Regions from separate parts of the Zea mays genome. Here regions 2 and 3 are each linked to region 1. Evidence: chromatin contacts called from public Hi-C data. All regions are on one chromosome and are shown on one strand. Each heading gives the region's core, a stretch centred on a gene start, on an enhancer-like site or on the middle of the called end of the contact. The rest is flanking DNA. Distances are from core to core; before and after follow the strand shown.

Evidence for each region. A called contact is a pair of places that touch in the nucleus more often than the background predicts.
Region 2: a contact with region 1 is called in a Hi-C map of tassel, with 3 times the contacts expected there. The contact joins two enhancer-like sites. A contact is called at or near these places in 2 of 25 Hi-C or Micro-C datasets (ear and tassel).
Region 3: a contact with region 1 is called in a Hi-C map of ear, with 4 times the contacts expected there. The contact joins two enhancer-like sites. A contact is called at or near these places in 2 of 25 Hi-C or Micro-C datasets (ear and leaf).

The regions. Positions count from the first base shown.
Region 1 is chr9:49,798,290-49,801,000 of Zm-B73-REFERENCE-NAM-5.0, reverse strand. LOC100277914 reads left to right here. Exons shown (of 10, transcript NM_001279425.1): 10 at 694-1,047. The coding sequence ends at 784. Among protein-coding and RNA genes, the nearest start is that of LOC100277914, 27 kb to the left of the region's middle. Within about 2 kb of position 1,395, at least 6 of the 20 cell types and tissues checked have an H3K27ac peak or open chromatin away from gene starts, as enhancers often do. A contact at or near this core is called in ear and tassel, where this site is marked.
Region 2 is chr9:49,467,096-49,469,806 of Zm-B73-REFERENCE-NAM-5.0, reverse strand. No RefSeq gene overlaps it. Among protein-coding and RNA genes, the nearest start is that of LOC109942279, 65 kb to the right of the region's middle. Within about 2 kb of position 1,381, at least 6 of the 20 cell types and tissues checked have an H3K27ac peak or open chromatin away from gene starts, as enhancers often do. A contact at or near this core is called in tassel, where this site is marked.
Region 3 is chr9:49,512,274-49,514,984 of Zm-B73-REFERENCE-NAM-5.0, reverse strand. No RefSeq gene overlaps it. Among protein-coding and RNA genes, the nearest start is that of LOC100275199, 88 kb to the left of the region's middle. Within about 2 kb of position 1,329, at least 18 of the 20 cell types and tissues checked have an H3K27ac peak or open chromatin away from gene starts, as enhancers often do. A contact at or near this core is called in ear, where this site is marked.

The DNA.
Region 1 (2,711 bases), core at 146-2,645:
CCAACTGTACAACATTTATCATCATATATGTATTGAGATGAATACATGGACTGAGGTTTTTACATGGACAAACCCTAAAATGTAAAATGTGTTGTCGGTGCTGGATACCAACTGTACAACATTTATCTATCTAGACTTGGTACTTTGGGGTATTTATAAGTTCACATTTAGGGCTTGTTTGGGAGCAAGGGTAATGGAGTGGATTGAGGGGCTAAAATCCCTTACTATTCAAAATTGAGGCGGTGTTTGGTTTCTAGGGACTAATTTTTAATCTCTCCATTTTATTCCATTTAGTCCCTAAACTAAAACTCTAGTTTAGTTTATTTATTTAGCAATTTAAGGACTAAAATAAAATAAAATAGAGGGACTAAAAATTAGTCCCTAGAAATCAAACACCCCCTGAATAGTAAGGAATTTTGGCCCCCTCAATCCACTCCATTACTCTTGTTTCCAAACAACCCCTTAAGGCCTAGTTTGAATACTTTGATATTAGAGTGTTTTGGAGGGATTGGAGAGGGTGTAAATCCCCAATAGATCAAATACTCTCTTAATACATCTCAATCCACTCCAATCCCACTCATTACTAGAGTACCTAAACTAGGCCTAATTTGTTGTATGGGTACTCTTGGGCTAAATTGAAAAGGAAAAAAAGATGTTTGGTACTGATCTTACACATATACCATCTTATTTCAGAACTTGGGTGGAAGATGAAGCAGCACATGTCCATGAACGAGCTGAGACACTTGAGAAGGCTTTGAGAAGATGGCGAATCCCAGAAGATTGATCCCTCCAAACTAACTGTGCTTTGCATTGGTAAAGTTTTGTTCAAAGTTTTTGGAGCTCATTGGCTCCAGAGCATCTACCATCTGAATAATTCTCAATAGAATGGAATGGTTGTGCCTTAATGTTCCTTGCGATGGTTTATTTTCCTTTAGTACATCTTGACATCTTGTCCACATTCTGAGGGAACACTGGCACCTGGAAACCTTTTCCCCATACTTTTTCCGCAATCAATGTAGATATTTTCATGCCTTGGTGTTTTAGCTGTTCTCATCAAGTCTAAACTGGATCTTGGTACATTGGTGTATAGTTAAGTGAAACAGTGCAGCTTGGAAGGATGTTTGCCCCTTCCAATTTTTTGCTATAGTCTTGTCTTCAAGAAATTAAGATACGGTAGCTGGTCTTGTTCACTGTTCAAGTAGACAAACATACTAAAACCCTAAACCCTAAAACTGATTCGACAAAACTATGTATACTTATACTCGCTCTCCCTCTTGTAAATTGTAAGTTTTTTTTATAAAGATAGATTCCTTTTGATCAAGTCTAGTTAGGCTACCCGCGACGCTTCCCGCGGCTGCCCCCCCCCCCCTCGCAATAGGCAGCCGCTAGACGCCGCACCACTGCCCCCCTCTCCTTCGCTGGATGCAGCGTGCGCTCGTTTCCTCTCCCTTCTGCTGTGTTATGGGTCCGCGATTAATTGTTAGTAAATGAAAAATTGATATGAGATGAAAAGTAGGTATAGAAAATGATATTTTATGGTTGTAGTGTGGTATATGGGGATAAAATAGGGGGAACCGCTGCTGGAGATGAAAAAATAGGGGATGAAATGTTGATAATGTGACATAAAAAAATTATATAGAGAAAAAAATTTAAAGGAAACCGCTGCGGATAGCCTTAGAACCCTAGAAAACAAGTGTATCACCCTAGGCTTGGAAATGGAAGGGTAAAATTTTATTCTGACTTAATCGTTTTTCACATTTGATGAAACTGTTTTTGTAGTTGCGAAAAAGAATTTCGGAAACGAGGCAGAAACGTGAGTGTCTACCTCACTCGTTTTTGTGGATCCATTTTTAGCTGGGTTACCTATATTTATCCCGTATTTAAGAAACCAAAATTGTCTTAATATGCATTGGTGTATTAGCTAAAGTTTATCAAAATTGTCTTAATATGTATTAGTGTATTAGCTAAAGTTTATCCTGTTTTTAGCTGGGTTACATGTATTTATCCTGTATTTAAGAAACCAAAATCGTCTTAATATACAATAGTGTATTAGCTAAAGTTTCACATCGTGATAAATTATAGCACAAAATGTCATTCTAGCCATTCACTCTTCTCAATGTCAAGTGGTTTAATGGCTCAAAGAACAATGACCATAGTATATGTACACCACTGACAAGCAAACAACAACAAAATGTTTTCTCTGTATCTATTTGTTTTATGTTGTTGCTCGATGTAGGTTTTTCCATCCATTTCCTTTAGTTTTTATCTCTATTAGACCCTCAAAAAATAATCGGGTCGAATTTCTTGTTCTCTCCTTCGTTCTCCTAACTTTTTTCTTCCAAATATTCTCTCTCATAGTTCACCGTCTTGCCCATGAGTCCATGGGCGCGACGACCACCATGTTGGCAGCAGGTAGGCCCATGAGCCTAGCGACGAAGATGTGTATCGTGGCGGTCGGGGAGGCATGCGAGCCCTGGTAGCTTGATGACCGGCGAGGTGCTAGCGTAGCGTCCTCACCTACTCCCCACGAACCGCGCATGCTCATGCAGCCATCTTAGTGTTCTCCATGTGTTTTTCCCAATCACTATAACAATCTACCAAGTAGATTGGAACGTGGCTTGTCAAAGAGTTGATGAGCACTAGAGGCTGGTACAGTGCAGGATGAGGCGGGTTGTTAGTCAACCTACAAATTAGTTTAATTTTACAGGTTA
Region 2 (2,711 bases), core at 132-2,631, 330 kb after region 1:
CGGACCGTCCGGCCCTAGGGCGCGGACCGTCCGGCCGTCAGGTAGGGAATCCTAGCTCCTGCACCAGGTCGCGGACCATCCGGCCCTGTGCCGCGGACCGTCCGCGTCTGAACAGAGAGCACCGCCGCCTCGCGCCAGGTCGCGAACCGTCCGACTCTGTGCCGCGGACCGTCTGCGCCTGACCAGAGAGCACCGCCGCTGGTTCTTTTGAGTGATTGGCGTCTCCAAAACAGTATCATAACAATTTCGGTCGTTACAGCTTTGTACTGTTGAACCTCTCGCCTACTGCAAACGTAAACTTGTTCCGCGGTATACTAGAGGTCTATTCTTAGGATACTCTATAGATGTCCAAACAGTGCGGGCCGCCCGTTTGGCCCGTGGCACGGCACGAATTTAGCCCGGTCCAAACACGGCCCGGCACGGTCGGTTACGGGCCCGGGCCGGCACGGCCCGTTTAGCGGGCCGGGTATGGGCACATACGGCGGCCCGCGTGCTTTGGCCCGGCCCGGCACGATAAATGGGTCGGCACGACGGCGGCCCACATATGTATGTAAATACTAAATATGTAAATACATTTAATTCTCTCATAGTATGTAAATACTAAATACGCGGCCAAACATATATAAAATGCATACATAAATATAAAATGCATACATAAATATTTTGTTGTCTTAATATATATAAATAATATGTTATTATATATGATTAATTATGTTAAATATATGTATTTATATACCGTTCTACTGTTGGTTCGGGCCAGTGCCCGGCCCGGTCCGTTGAGGCCCACCGGGCCAACGGGCCGGCCCGGCACGATTTTTTCCTGTGCGTGCCGGGTTTGGGCATGTCTCTAGGCACGTGGGCCAGCCCGACCCGGCCCGAAGCATCAACGGGCCGTGCCTGGCCCGGCCCTATTCGTACCGGGCCGAAACGGGTTCGGGCCGGGTCCGTGCCGGGTGGCCCGTTTGGACATCTATAGGATACTCTTATGATAGAGAGAGACTCCTAGCGAGCATGTGGAATCTCTGCTCCGCAGGAACACCAGTAGCTAGGCGAGAGCAGCCATATTTTACACACGGTAAGGTGCAGACTGCAGAGTGCAGACACAATTACGCGTGAACCGATGGCGCGCCCCTTTCACATTTTGCATGATCAACTTCAAAAACATTAAAAAAGATTAAACTTGCACGATCATTAGCACGCACACACGCACTGACCAACAAGTGATGCTTTTTCGCTTTTTTGTCCATACTCGGTGATGATCACACGCTCCATTAAGCCAATTAATCAATCCCGCCGTGTCCCCGAATCTGCCATCACACTCCAGTAGTGCTCTCGACCGTCAAAGAGGCACCAACCTTCCTGCCATCTTCTTCTTCCACCTCTTGCTCCCCTATAAATGCAGCCACTTGACTCGACGCCCACGCACCTTACACAACTGAGCTCACAGTCACATGCACAGGCCGGTGCTATATATAATCATATCAGAGAGTTAGATTGTGACAGGTGGTTTTAGCTAGCTAAGGTACGTACAACCAGTGCCAGGGCAATTATCATCAATTAAGAAAAAGAGAGATCAGAGAGAGGAACTTACTAATCATGAGTGATCTGAAGTACTCATCCTACACGAGGCTGGGCCTGCGGCGGTGGCGACGGACGGCGAGGGGAGTCCGGCTCAGCCCGACGCGCATCACCGTGCGCAGGCTCCGTGCCAAGCTGTGGACGCTGCTGGGGCTCCTGGGCCGTTGCGTGCGCAACCTACGGCTACTCACGAAGGGCCGGATGGCAGCGGCAGCCGGTGCTGTGAAGGCGAGCTCGCCCCCTGCCGCTGCCACCGGCAGCAGGAGGTTTCTTGTGGCCGGTCAGAAACGCTCCCTCGCCGGAGGGAAGACCGGACGACAGGCCGCCGGGGACGGCGGGAGCAGCAGCAGTAAGCCACCGCGGCGGCCGCCGTGCATGCGGTCCAACTCCTTCTACGCACGCGCCGTCGCCGAGTGCCTCGAATTCATCAAGGGCAGCAACGCGCCGCCAGCGTCACCGTCGCCACTGGCGGCCCACGGCACGCCGCGCCGCGGCACCAGGTGCTGACACGCGGCGGCTGCGACGGCGACGACGACGACGTGAGTTTACCCACGCGAGTCGATGGTGCAGATGAATCGATCAGCTTGCATTGTAGATAGGATCGATACGCTCGCATTGCATCGTCGGGTTTCGTAGTGTCTTGTTTGGTTTATGTTCATCGTTTGAATCCTAGCTCTAGTTTTGCTTCTGCGATCGAATGAAGGGTTTATCACTTCATGCATCTGGATTAGTTAGATTGTTTAGTTGCAGAATTGTCAAAAATGATAATGAAAGTTGGCAAGAGGGTTGCCGAATGATGCAACATGTGTGTGCCAGATATTTTTGTTAAGGATGGAGCTTTCTTTATCTTGATTGGTCATGAGTGTTTTGAGTATGAAAATATTTCAGTTTGTGTCAGGCTCTGCTCGCCTTCGTCGGCATCTCTTCTCCGCGCACCGTATCAAGGAGTTATTTTTATTTCTTTTCTTGTCTTAAAATTGAAGCTAGTATTTCTTTTCTCTTCTCCGCGTTTGGTTTCGGAGTACAGTGATTAGTGTGATATAAAACGGAGTGATTCTAAAAATAGAAAATTATACTCAAATGTTAAACTATTTAGCTTACTAAAATCTCTCGCACGGAGCTACTCTAAGGAT
Region 3 (2,711 bases), core at 80-2,579, 290 kb after region 1:
AAGATTTCACATGTTTTTAATGTGATTTTGCAGTCGATGCCGCAGTTCGGTTTTGTGATTGATGCGTATTGTTTATGCTGTTAGGAATCAGCTGAAGGGCACTTGTGATTGATGTGTATTGTTTCTGTTGTTTAGGAATCAGCTGAAGGGCGCAGCGCAGGACGGTCGGGATCAGAGCAACGGGCCTCTAAGATGGAGGTGAGCATTGGAGACATGAGTATTTCCCTGCATCAAATCATGAATGATATGTATTGATTATTGTATTTCTAGAATTCGTATCGACTTATTTTTAGGCTACATATTCCTTGAATGTTTAAATTATATCTTACTTCTTGTGTCATATTAAACATCAATTATATTTTTTTGTTTGGTTTAATTTTTTTTATAGCCTTAGTTTAGTAGCCCCTCTCTTGGATCAATCCTGAATCCGCCACTGGGCTCTGGCGCCTCAACCTTCACCCCGAAACGTTCTACACATGTAGTACAAGTTTGTGAACGTGATGAAGCTACTTACCGACAATGGAGTAGGACGTTGTCCCCTATCCACGATGTGGGTGGGTTTGCGTTGGGTTCAGAACGCTGATGATGAATTACTCGCGAACCACAGCCACCTACGTACGCTGAACCACTTTCACCAAAGACTAGTTTGGGAACCATAAAACCGAAGAAAATTGGAGAGGCTAAAATCAATCTTCTTATTTAATTTTAAATAAGAATGAGATTTTAGTTGATTTTTGGACTCCTAAGCGTCCAAGGATGAATCTCCGCGGCCTGCTCCCGGCCTCTAGCAGGCGCTGTGGATGAGGTTCCGCGGTGGCGGTCTTCTCCGATGAAAAGCCCGATTACGCAGCTACCTCCCCAAAGGTTTGAACCACGGTGCACTGTTGTAGATGTTGGCGAGCTCTCCCGTGCTCTCTCACGGTCGCGGCAACGGGGCTGCATGGACCCGGCCGCTGGTGCTCTTTTCCCTCTGCGACCGGTGATAGAGAGGCGAAGGGCTCTCGGTGGCTCTCGACATGCGATAGATGACGGCGGAGTGAGGCCTGCATATATAACCCAAGGATCCAGAATCCTTGGAGGATACGACGAACTCCCTACCAACGAAAATTGGTTGAGGCTGATTCGAGCGGCGCAGTGAGCGAGCGGAGTCCGATTTGTGAAGATCACGACAGAAAGGATGCTCCTCATGATCTGGGCCTACGCAGCAGTGGCCATCTCCCATCTGGTGAGGCAGGCGTGGCCGTTAGACTATCGTAACGGCCCCACACGGCAGATATAGTAGCCGCCAGCAAGATACCTGGTGCGGACGAGGAGCTACCGACCAGAGGGTCCCACTCATTAGTGTAATAGATGAGAAGGCGCGATGGGCTGTGCGGTTGCAAGAAGAGAGGTGGGCCGGGATGAGGGAATTCGGCCCACACTGGTTATTCCCCTTTTCTTTTTTCTATTTCTGTTCTCTATTTTATAAATTCAACAATCTTGTTTCAAATCAAGTTTGAATAAACAGGATTTTTAAATGCACAATCAAAGATCACAACATGAATGCAAGTTTTATTTAATTTATTAAATTTTGACTCATTTATATAAATACTTCTAAATATATAATTCATGAAAGGAGTAATTAACATAAAATAGTTTCACCCCTTTATTCATCAAAGAAAATAGTTTTAAATACACATCCAAAAAAATTATATGTATCCCTTAGAAAAATATTTAAACTTTAAAACTTTAATAAAAATATTTCCTAAACTCAAAATTAGAATTTTGTGGTGTTACAAATTCTACCACCTTAAAAATAATCTCGTCCTCGAGATTAGTAGAGAAAGTGATGTAGTAAGTTTGGTTTGTGTCTTTTTTTAGCTTTTAGTTTCTATTTTTTTGTATGCCAAAGTTTTTTTATGTCTTTAATACTGATTAACAAGTGGCTAGAAAAGCAAGGGTACCTTATGTCTAGGTAGAAGTAGACAAGGTTGGGGTAAGAGAAAAGGTAATAACAAAGAAGGCGTCCATTCTAGATGGTGGATCCTGACTTGTCTGAAGATCTTGTCTGACTCTTATCCTTCACTGACGAGGTTGGTCTTCTCTCCTCGGGTCTTGGTGCCTTGGTGATATCATCCGAGTTAGGGACATGTAGTTAAGACAGATTAGTAGGTAACCCAAACAACTTAGTAGGTCTCTTAAGGTAAATCAAGAATAGGTACAATCAGGTTTAGTTGTTTTGCTTTTGGGTTGGGCTAGATTGGTTATACAACCCACTATGTATGTATGGTGGTTGTTCATGGCCGAGTTAGTATAAGGCACCAATTTAGGTTTACGTGAATTAGGTGAGAAAAGAGTTTCTAGGTTTAGAGTTTTAATATTGTTGGTTACTTGTTCTCGAATGTTGTGAAATAAGAACAAGGCAACACAATTGTTAATTATTAGGGACCTTCGTCTTCCGAAGCATTATCTCCCCATGGACATAATGATCATCAGACGAAGGCCATGGAAGACATGCCTTCACCATTCAATATGTAAAATAAGAATGTAAAGAAACCAAGGCAGTAAGTATATCTCATTAATTCATTTGTATTTGTATTCTATAAAACATGTATGAATATTAATAGAATTCATATTACATTGACACCTTCGACTTGCTCGAAAGGTGAAGACGCGAGAGAGTGATTACAATTCAGCGTGAAAGTATATTTATGTCCCCAATATTCACTTAT